Regions from separate parts of the Macaca mulatta genome. Here all the other regions are linked to region 1. Evidence: chromatin contacts called from public Hi-C data. All regions are on one chromosome and are shown on one strand. The core of a region is the stretch at or near the end of the contact, and the rest is flanking DNA. Distances in the headings are between cores, read along the strand shown.

Region 1 (3,354 bases), core at 536-3,035:
GGTTCCGGAGGTTCTACAGACGGGAGGGGAGGGCGCAGAGACAGAAAGGGGTGGGGAGAAAGGGGGAAAGTGGCAGGGGGAAGAAGGGAGGGGCGGATGCGGGAGCTGGGGGTACCCCGGATCGCATTTGCGCACTGCCCACAGAACGCGCGACCAAATGCGGCGTGGAGATGACCAAGGGAGGTCCTGGCCCACCCCGAGACGAAACTGTCCAATCCGAGGGGATGGAACCAATGCCCAACGCGTGAGGAGGAGATTTGAAACCGCAACCCAGGGAATGAAATTAACCACCCGACAGAACAGAAGCTGGCTGATCAGAAGCTGGTTATGGGGGAGGGGGAAGCGGACAGTTAAGAGACCCAAAGGGTGAAACGGACCGAACCCGGGAGCGAAATTTACAGAACCAGGCGTGAAACTTACAGACCCGAGGGGTGGCGAAGAAGATCGCGTTCTGAGAGCGAGTGGGGGTCTGGGATGGAATTCCAAAGGCGGGACTCGAGTGAGGATGCCTTGGAGCCAGGGTTGCAAACCAAGCACGTGTCCCCACCCCAGTGGGAAGCCCTGGGACGCAGAAACGGGAAGCTTGGGGACCCGGGGCTAGCGGAGGGACTGACCTGGTCCCGGGTCCGCTCCAGCAGCAGCAGCCTCAGCTCTTCCAGGCTGCGGTTGATGCGGTCCCGGCGCCGCTTCTCCACAAGCGGCTTCAGCATCTGCGACCAGCGGGAAAAGGAGAGCGGGCCGACCGGACCGAGACTCAGCGCGGCCGCGCCGGCGTCGGATCCCGCCGCTGGGAGAGCCCGGCTTCCACCCCGGCCCCAAGACCCCAGATTGCCTAGGGTCGACCCCATTCGATCCCTCTCCGCTCCCCCTCCCAATGCCCCTAGATCAGTTTCTGTAGCTCGCCTCCCCGGATCTTCGCATTCTCCTCTCTCAGTCTCGTCCTCCCTCCTCCCCTCTCTGTGTCTCTCCTCCTCTTTTCTCTCTACGTCTCCGTCTCGTGCAGTTTCTCTCTGTCTCAGTGGAGAACTTTGGGAACCCTCTGCGCGCAGGCACGTGCGCCGCACGGTGCCAGGCTCAGAGCTGGCGGCCCTGAGTATAGAAAGGGAGATACCTAGCGCGACCGCGCCGCCTCTTCTCCCTCAAAACCCTCCAGGCCGTCACCTTCTCCACTGGTTCTCCTAAAATCTTCCACCAGTGTGGGGCCTCTGGAACCAACGCCCCGGGGCCTTCTCTACAAGACCGTCTTGGGCCAACCCCGCCCGCCTCACAGCCAGCGTAGAGCAAGAGACTATCCTCTTCTCTTTTCGTTCCCACCCTCCTCCCTTGGCTCTGCCCTCTACTTGCTTATTTTACTCCGACACCGGCTCCCTCCCCAGGCCACACGGTGCCGACCCCCATTACCTAGACCCCTAGTCCTATGTTTCCACCGCCCACTCAGGTCTGGCTCTGACCCCTGTCCCCTTCTTCATATTTTGCAGCTTCCTCTCCAGCTCCTGGCTCCTGGAGTCCTGGAGCACGGCTCCCCTTCCACCCCTGCGTCCCCAGTCTCTCTCCAGACCGACGGCGTCAGGGGCCCAGTCCCCTGGCCAAACCAGGGACCTCTGCTCCCTCCCCTCCCGCCTCTCACCTTGGGGCCGTCCCTATTCTCAGCTCGATCCCGGGTGACCATTGCTCCTCCGGACCCTGGTGTGGACCGGGTCCCTGCTCGCCTGGAGCCTTATATTCCGCGGCCCCAGGGTAGGAGGGATAGGACCCGACCCCGCCCCCTTCGGCACCCGGATTCTGCCCCTCTAGGACCCGGCACGAGGCTCCCGGAAAGAGGAGGAGTGAAGGGGGGAGGGGAGTGTGGGGGCCTGGGAGTGTGGGAAGTGAGGGGTGAATGGGGGCACTGGCTGGTTTACGGACCATAAGGCTGTATAAGGAGGCGGAACCCAGCTGAAGGCAGGAGGTTATTAGGGGCAGAGCTCGCTTGGGGATGAAATTCAGAGTTCCTCCAGAATTGCAGCTTTGTCGGAGACTTACTGTACCCTCACTAACCCTGAAACAGCCCCCAGGCTGAATTTTATACATCATCTCCGAGTTCGCTTCCTAGTCGAGACAGGGAGCAACCCGAGTGTGCTGGGTGAATCCGTCCGACTCAACCGAAGCTCTGCCAGGAGGTTGGAGAGGCGCTCTGTTCTGTCTAAGCCAGTTACCTTCAAGTCCCCGAACATCTGCGCGCCCACTGTGCGGACAGGGCACTGGTCTAGGCTCGGGCGAGTCATAGTGAGATACGCAGGAGAGACCCAGCTTATCCCTGCAGTAGCTAATGGAAAAGACCACGTGACACTAAGTAGCTGTTACAGAAGCCCAGTGAAATAGGTGCTCCGGGAAAAGGTCTCCTTGAGGATGGCTGGACTAAGGAGGAACTTCAAGGCAGAGGGAGCAAGTCTTTGAAACATAGGTAGGAGTGGAGAGGTCTTTCCACTTACAGCACAAGTATTTGATTCAAAACTAGTCATAGGAGATTCAGGAGTGTGGCTGATGGGACACCTCACGCAAGTGTGCCCGCATTGCTTGCTTCTGGAGGCCCCTGGTGACTGTAGGGTAGCAGGGAGCAGGCAGTTTTACTAAGGGGAAAGCAAGGGATACAGAAAAGGGATCAACACCCACCTCAAACCAAGAACATGACCCTCCGCAGAACGATGCCTGACCACTCGGGGGCTTCGGGACAAAGTGCCTGAGAAGATAAATCAGAAACTGAACGGGACAGCCAGGTTGCCAGGGATAAAGACACGGAAAGACAGGGTTGCAGACCGAGAAGGAAGATAGCTGTGAAGTCAGAGATCAGTGGGGATTCCTCCAAGCCCTCCCAACGGCCCTCCGCACCTTGGTTTTGTAACGGAGCCTTTCTTGCTGTAGCCAGAGCCTAGAGAGGCACAGACCTTGAGGAGGGAGCTCCCATTTGGGATCAGGGCCCCCAGCACATCCCCCCTCTCCGTCCCTCAGCCAAATGGGAACGCAAATGTGTGGCCCCAACAGCCCCCGCTGCCCCCCTCCTTGGGAACCTGGGCTCGGGCTGAATTTTTCTCACCTGCACGCGAGGCTGGGGGCCCCAGGCTGTTCGCACCCGGGTGTGGGGCCGCCCCTGGCCATATGGGGCGGCTTTATGGCCCGGTGGCCGGATCCGGACGAGAGGAAGGATGACCTGGCGCTCCACCCACGTCAACTATTCGGGACCAGTTCCCCGGCCTACACAGTTGCCTGTCCGGGTCCGCCTCAACCTCTTACGAACTCAGATTGTCTCCTGGCACACCCCAGTAGTCACGCATTGGTGGTTCAGTGGTAGAATTCTCGCCTGCCACGCGGGAGGCC
Region 2 (3,354 bases), core at 444-2,943, 86 kb after region 1:
TGGCGCGCACTAGCGGTAAAGGTCACGCACAATTGCGCCGGGCAGACGACAGCAGCCATTACTTTTACCTGGATCTCGCTGATGCTGTTTCCCTGGCTCCGCACGGGTCCAACGCGACTCACCGCAATCAACATGAGGTATGAAAGAAAACAGCAGTACCTAAGCGTTGGTGGTATAGTGGTGAGCATAGCTGCCTTCCAAGCAGTTGACCCGGGTTCGATTCCCGGCCAACGCAAGTGCATTTTGAATTTTTTTTTTTCCCTCTTTTCTTTCTCGTGTTTTCTGGGCCCCACCATCGTTGAGGATTTTCGTGAGGTTTTCCTGAGGAACCGTCCTCTCCGAAAGAACCCGCTTTCCGCTACACCTGCGACCACTGCCGGACCACCGCGCTCCTGGCGGATGCGCCCTGCAAGCCCCTCCAGGTGAGAGCAGCCTGTCGGAATTTCGGCCCGGGGTTGCCTACTGTTCCCGGATCGCAGTGCGAATCCACAAAACGCAGGGAGGTGAAAGGAAACAAAAGCCCGGGCTCTGCACCCTGGACAGCCGGGGGCCAAATGGCTGCTTGCCCAGGTTCAAGCAGAGACTGGAAATGCGCACTGCCGTCAAGGAGGGAGCAAGCTAGATCAAGTTTGAGCACTAATGAACATATTGAGCGGAGGAGATAGTGGCCACTTTAGGTACACGTTTGAACTCCAAGTTGCTTGAACTAAAATGGAAACTTAGAATGCGAGCTGGAGAGGTAGGCCAAACTTTCCTCCCCTCCTCCTTTCCCTCTTTTTTCTAGCTCCATCCCAGGGGCCAGGACGGATTTAATGAAAGCAAAATCATTTGGATTCTCCCCCTCGGGGAATGGAACCCCGGTCTTCCGCGTGACAGGCGGGGATACTCACCACTATACTAACGAGGAGTGACCCGTCAATGGTCGTCTCCAAATCCTTGATCTGGGACTTTACACTCGGCTTGCTGACAGCAGAGTTCCTAAGGGTTCTGTTCTTCCGACCACCGAGAAAAGCCGACCAGAAACTGTAGGTGTATTTCAGGCACCCATCGTCAGACGGAGTGACCGAAAGAGACAGAGTACCTCCAGGGCTGCAGAGAACCAAGTTCTGACAGTTCCTGGGCTCTCCCGAACACTGTCATCCACAACTATAGATTGATGGGTGTCAATCAAACCGAAACCAGGCTGTAGTGGCGGAGTTGAGACACCACGCAGGAAGTCAAGAAGCAGAAAGGGAGCGTCCTGCCCAAGTCTGGGCGTGCCTCGTCTCTTCCTGACATGCCAGGCGGGTCTGGGGACTGAGATTCTTTCTGTTACCCCGGTGCCACAAAAGAGCTTACTGTACATTGATGATTTCCAGTGAAGCCTCCTGCAGCGCTGGTCAGGTAACACATTCCTTGAAGACACTCTTATTTCAGCAAAACGTAAAGGAGGGCTCGTCCGGGATTTGAACCCGGGACCTCTCGCACCCGAAGCGAGAATCATACCCCTAGACCAACGAGCCGACGTACGAATGCCGTTGCGAACCGCCCTAGAGGTCGTGCCAGGCTAGCTGTAGTGCCGGGTCCACTATGCATGGCAGAACGGTCCTGGCGCCGCTCAGGAACCAGCCTCCCCCAAGCCTAGTATTTTGGAGCACGGGTCTGGGAGTCCCTTGGCTCTGGGCCGCCAGCTCCAACTCCTCCCAGGAAATAGCGTCGAGGAAGTGGAAGGGAGTGGCCTCAGCCTAGCCCCCGCGCCGCCCTGGAGGACTGCCTTGAACACCCGGGTTCCTGCTTCCTTTGGTCACCGACTCGGTGCCATTCCGTAACCTGGGATCTTGACAATTCCCGCCTCCGCCTGCGGTCCTTGGACCTAGTCCTTCGTTGCAGAGCTTTGAAGAGAAGCGGTGGAGTTGCTTGCTTTCGGGACGGGTCGGAGACAGTTAATGAGCCTTGAAATCACTAGGGGAACACCAGTTCCCCGTGTCTGTCTATCCTCCTGGGCTAACGGGCAGGGCAAACCCCGGGCCAGACCCGTCGATAGACTACGGGTTCCCCAGACCGCGTGGCAGTGCCCAGGCGAGGGAAAGAGGGAACGATTTCTGGGGCCCAGGAGACCCACGGTGGAGGGCGTTATTGATCTGGGTGACTGGAGTGGGACAGGCTTTCCACCCTGCAGTGGGGCGGGGCGCAAGGCCAGGCGACTAGTCTCGTGGCTTCTGGACTGTAAGATCAGGTTACCCCTACCCTCCGGTCTAACCTCTGCTCTCCAGTCCCCTCCTAGAATGGCCTAGAAGGAGACCTTCCTGCCTGCCTCCTAAGACCCCCCCGAAGGCTCTGAGGCAAGTGGCCTCACGAGTGTGGTCTAAGACCTGTAGACCCGGTTTGGGGACTTAGCAGTACTCCGGAGCTGCCCAGAGTCCCAGAAGATCTGGTGGAGTCAGTAGCAGACCACGTGTTCTGCCTTTCCTCAGCTCAGTGCCTGTTCTGGGGAGTCCTCCCCGCGGGGTTCTGGCCTGCATCGGTCCTGGACCAGCCTGGTAGCATCTCTGGAACCATTTTGTTCTACACCCCAGTTATGTGATTTGTGGGGCCAGGCCGTTCCTAACGCCCAACCCATAGATACGTTGACGGGGCCTTCAGTGAAGGATTCAGCTCCTATTTGTCCTTTCCCAGGTGTCCCTGGGCAGACAGTGGGGAAGGGCAGAAGTTAGCCCAGTCTTTCCCATTAGTGTCCTAAGTCTTTGAGACGGGTAAAGAGGTTCTCAGGGCTGATCTGGCATCTCCTCCCCCATCCCTACCCTTTTCCAATTCCTGTCTCCCTCCCCTTGGGCTCCAGCTTTCTCTGCAAAATAATCCAGTCACCTCTTTCTTCCCTGGTCTGAAGAACTTAATCTCTGCAGAAGGGGAGGCCTAAATCCTTTATGACCCTTATGAAAGCTATGACCCTCTTCCCCGGGGGCGGTGGCTCACACCTGTAATCCCAGCACTTTGGGAGGCTGAGGCGGGTGGATCACAAAGTCAGGAGTTCAAGACCAGCCTGGCCAAAATGGTGAAACACCGTCTCTACTAAATATACAAAAATTAGCCCGGCACGGTGGCACGCGCCTGTAATCCCAGCTACTTGGGAGGCTGAGGTAGGAGAATTGCGCAAACCCAGGAGGCAGAGGTTGCAGTGAGTCAATATCGTGCCACTGCACTCCAGTCTGGGTGACAGAGTGAGATTCCATCTCAAAAAAAAAAAGCTATGGCCCTCTTCCTAGATATGTATACAATCCAGAGAGTTCACACATACCCTGAAATCCCATCCGCATACCCCACACTTTTATTATTTTAAAAGTGCGTACATAGACCCCACTTTTAGACCCATCTTAC
Region 3 (3,354 bases), core at 534-3,033, 66 kb after region 1:
AGTGAGACGCCTCCCACCTCACCCACCTCCGCCGTGCAACCCATTCCTCCTAGCTGCACCCCGGTTCTGGCTGGGGAAGTGGTATGGTAGAGGGCCAGAGGGCAGAAGCAGAAGGCTATCCATCCGCAGGGGTGCATCCTTGCCTGCGGTGTGTTTGGCCAAGGACGGCTCAAGCTCCCACAGCCCCTGGCACCTGAGATGTGGCCACTGAAGTCAGGATAGCCACAGTGGGGGCTGGGGCTTCCTCTGTCCCTTTCTCCTGATTATATGTGGGAGTCACGTCCTCACCTTGAAGCAGACCTAAAGCCCTGTGTTCCCAGGGCTGGTGCTCTAGCTAGGGAGGAGAGTTGGGAAGAACAGGGTAGCTACAGATGGCCAACTGTATAAAAGCAGAGCAACATCCCTTCCCACCAGGAAAGCCGTTACAACTTCCCCATATACACCAGCCTAAGGCCCAGCGAGTGGGCGCGGGCCAGCTGAACGCATCTGGAAGAGCCTCCAACACACAGGCTTCCCCTCAGTGGGCACTTCCCACCAGGACTCCCTGAAGAGTCCTTAGGGTCCTGCTGGGCCCTGCCCTGGCCAGGCCCGGCCTCTCCTGTCCTCCTGGTCACTTGCACAGGGCCTCCAACACCTCCAGAGTACGTCGGATATCCCGGACTTGGCGAGCCAGCCCCTGAACCGGCTGCAGAGCCCGCTCCAGCTCCTCGCAGCGCGCCAGCAGGGTGTACATGCCCTTGATGCTCATGTCCACGGCTTCACCTAAGGAGTCCACAGCGTCGCGGTAGGTCTGGATGCAGCCCACGCTGAGCGCCGTCAGCTCCTGCACCGCGCCACCCAGACCGCGAAGCAGACGGTCCACCCGGCCTCCCAGCTCCCGACTCAACCGCTCCAGATCCCGCAGCACCTCGGGGTCGATGGGGGGAATGGCTGGTGTGGGTGTGGGTGCAGGCGCTGGGCAGGGCCGCGCAGGGGCAGAAGGCGGGGGTGGAGGGGCGCCGCTCAGACGGATCTTGAGTTGCAGGTTGTTGGCGACAAAGTGGGTGAGGTCGCCGTGGCGGCTCACTGTGCCCTCGAGCTCCAGGGGACTGGAGATGGTGGCGCGGCGTCCGCCGCCCGCGCCGGACTCGGCACTCCCTGAGGACCCGGCGCCACCGCACGCCTCGCTCAGCCCGTCCAGGCTGCGGCTGTCCTGAAGGCGGCTGGAGAACGAGCGGCTGGCTCTGCCGCCCGCGGCCGCCTCCTCGTCGTTGTCCTCTTCCTCCTGCTGCTCAACATCCATCCCGCCGCCTGGTCCCCCTCGACGGCAGTCCCTCCCGGAGGCGGGCTTGCCCTCGGGCGGCGCTGGGTCCTTGTGCCGGAAGGACGGGGACGGTTCGTGCTCTGCACCCGGCGCCCCACTGAGGCTCCCGGCCCCAGACGGCGTCCCTTGAGGGCCGGGCTCTTTCTCGAGAGCCTCCCGTTCCGGCCGGTGGACGACGCCGCAGCTTGACGTCTTCGGGGACGTCCTGGGGTGGCGGTTCGCGCCCCCAACGTTCTCGGCCTCTTCCTCCCCGGACACCCGGAGGCCTGAGGGCGGCTCAGAGGACGTTCGGCCCGGTCCGCCGCCGAAGATTGCGGCCTGCTGTTCCGCTACAGCCAGAAGGTCCGTCTCGGGCCCGGGCCGCCCCCGAGACGACTCCATACTGCAGGTGGGGGCCGCAACCGAGGAATTGGTTCGCCCCGGCTCCGGAGGCGGTGGCTGCGCCTTTAAGGGGCGTTGGTAGAGGCGCGCCGATTGGCAGCGGCTGACAATGGTAAGGACAGGAAAAGCATTTTGATTGGTCGTGGCGACCAGGAAGTCCCGGAAGAAGAGCTGTTACTGCACAGCGGAACACACGTGAACGCCGGCTGGGTGGAGAGAAGGAGATGACAGCTGCTCCCGTCACCCCGCCCTTTCTGAAAGCTGATGGGCCAGATCTTAAAGACCAAGGTCCTCAAATTTCTGAGTCCCGCGGGGTGGGGCTTAGATTTTTTCTGCCTGCAATTGTACCCCCCCCCCACAGTGATTGCTTAGCAAAAACACCAAGTGGGGAGCCCACTTGGGGTTCCTAGAGAGGTTCTTAGGATGGAAATGGCATATCCTGCTTGGACCATCGGGGTTGAACCTACTTAACTAAGAAGGAGGAAACCAGAAGTCCAGCATGAGCGTGAATGGTTTGCTCTATCTTTCTTGGTTAACAGACCTAACCATTGAACTGCTCAGAGCGATCCATTGTGGTCAAGGCAGCGGCCTCTGGACTTTCCTATGCTTTTGCCACTCTTGTTCTGTGTCTCTTGCCCCTTTCACATTGAGGGGTCTCGCCCCTTGGAAGATGGCGTGTGATTTTGCCACGAGGTAAAATATTCAACAAATGAAATGATCACAAATTTTGATATGTACTATACAGGAAATAAAGTGTTATGATTGAGAATATAACTGAGGCCGGGCGCGGTGGCTCAAGCCTGTAATCCCAGCAGTTTGGGAGGCCAAGACGGGCAGATCACGAGGTCAGAAGATCGAGACCATCCCGGCTAACACGGTGAAACCCCGTCTCTACTAAAAAATACAAAAATCTAGCCGGGCGAGGTGGCGGGCGCCTGTAGTCCCAGCTACTTGGGAGGCTGAGGCAGGAGAATGGCGTGAACCCGGGAGGCGGAGCTTGCAGTGAGCTGAGATCCGGCCACTGCACTTCAGCCTGGGCGACAGAGCGAGACTCCGTCTCAAAACAAACAAACAAACAAAAACAAACAAAAAAAAGAGAATATAACTGAGTAGGCACTAGTTTAGATAAGGGGTCAGGAAAAGACCTCTTCGGTGGGACTTTTAACTAAAAAGAACCAAAAAGACCCAGCCACCCTCCAGGCAGAGGGAAGAAAACTTGAGCTACCTCTCAGAGACAAAGAAGTCTTGACGTATTCAAGAAACTGAGATGAGAGGGCAGGAGACATTGGGACTAAAACAAAATCCGCAAGGTAAGGGGAAGGATTTCGAGCTAAGGAACTGAACAGGCAGCAGGGGCCACGTCATGCAGGGGGCCTTGCAGTTCCTGTTGGGGAATGGAGATTTCCTCTAAATGCAATGGTGCAGCAGACATTGGAAAGGTTGTAAATTGCAACACGTAGCCAAAGCCCAGAGACATCAGTATTTTTATTTATTTATTTGTTTGTTTGTTTAGAGACGGAGTCTCACTCTGTCACCCAGGCTGCAGTGCAGTGGCGCGATCTTGGCTCACTGCAACCTCCGCCTCCTGGGTTCAAGCGATTCTCCTACCTCAGCCTCCCAGGTAGCTGGGATTACAAGCGCCCGCCACCACGCCAGACTAATTTTTGTAT

The links. A called contact is a pair of places that touch in the nucleus more often than the background predicts.
Region 2: a contact with region 1 is called in a Hi-C map of fetal cortex germinal zone, with 2.5 times the contacts expected there. The contact joins the promoter of AURKB here to the promoter of HES7 in region 1. A contact is called at or near these places in 2 of 14 Hi-C or Micro-C datasets (fetal cortex germinal zone and liver).
Region 3: a contact with region 1 is called in a Hi-C map of prefrontal cortex, with 5 times the contacts expected there. The contact joins the promoter of BORCS6 here to the promoter of HES7 in region 1. A contact is called at or near these places in 5 of 14 Hi-C or Micro-C datasets (CD4 T cells, fetal cortex germinal zone, fetal cortical plate and 2 more).

What each region holds. Positions count from the first base shown.
Region 1 is chr16:9,641,910-9,645,263 of T2T-MMU8v2.0, forward strand. HES7 (hes family bHLH transcription factor 7) reads right to left here and starts at 1,786. Exons shown (of 4, transcript XM_077970307.1): 1 at 1,628-1,786; 2 at 615-710; 3 at 1-13. The coding sequence starts at 1,669. It overlaps TRNAG-GCC (transfer RNA glycine (anticodon GCC)), which reads left to right and starts at 3,308; the gene lies at 3,308-3,354.
Region 2 is chr16:9,728,496-9,731,849 of T2T-MMU8v2.0, forward strand. AURKB (aurora kinase B) reads right to left here and starts at 1,694. Exons shown (of 9, transcript XM_077970301.1): 1 at 891-1,694. It overlaps TRNAP-CGG (transfer RNA proline (anticodon CGG)), which reads right to left and starts at 1,502; the gene lies at 1,431-1,502. TRNAG-UCC (transfer RNA glycine (anticodon UCC)) reads left to right here and starts at 164; the gene lies at 164-235.
Region 3 is chr16:9,708,126-9,711,479 of T2T-MMU8v2.0, forward strand. BORCS6 (BLOC-1 related complex subunit 6) reads right to left here and starts at 1,784. Exons shown (of 1, transcript NM_001194556.2): 1 at 1-1,784. The coding sequence starts at 1,684. The coding sequence ends at 611.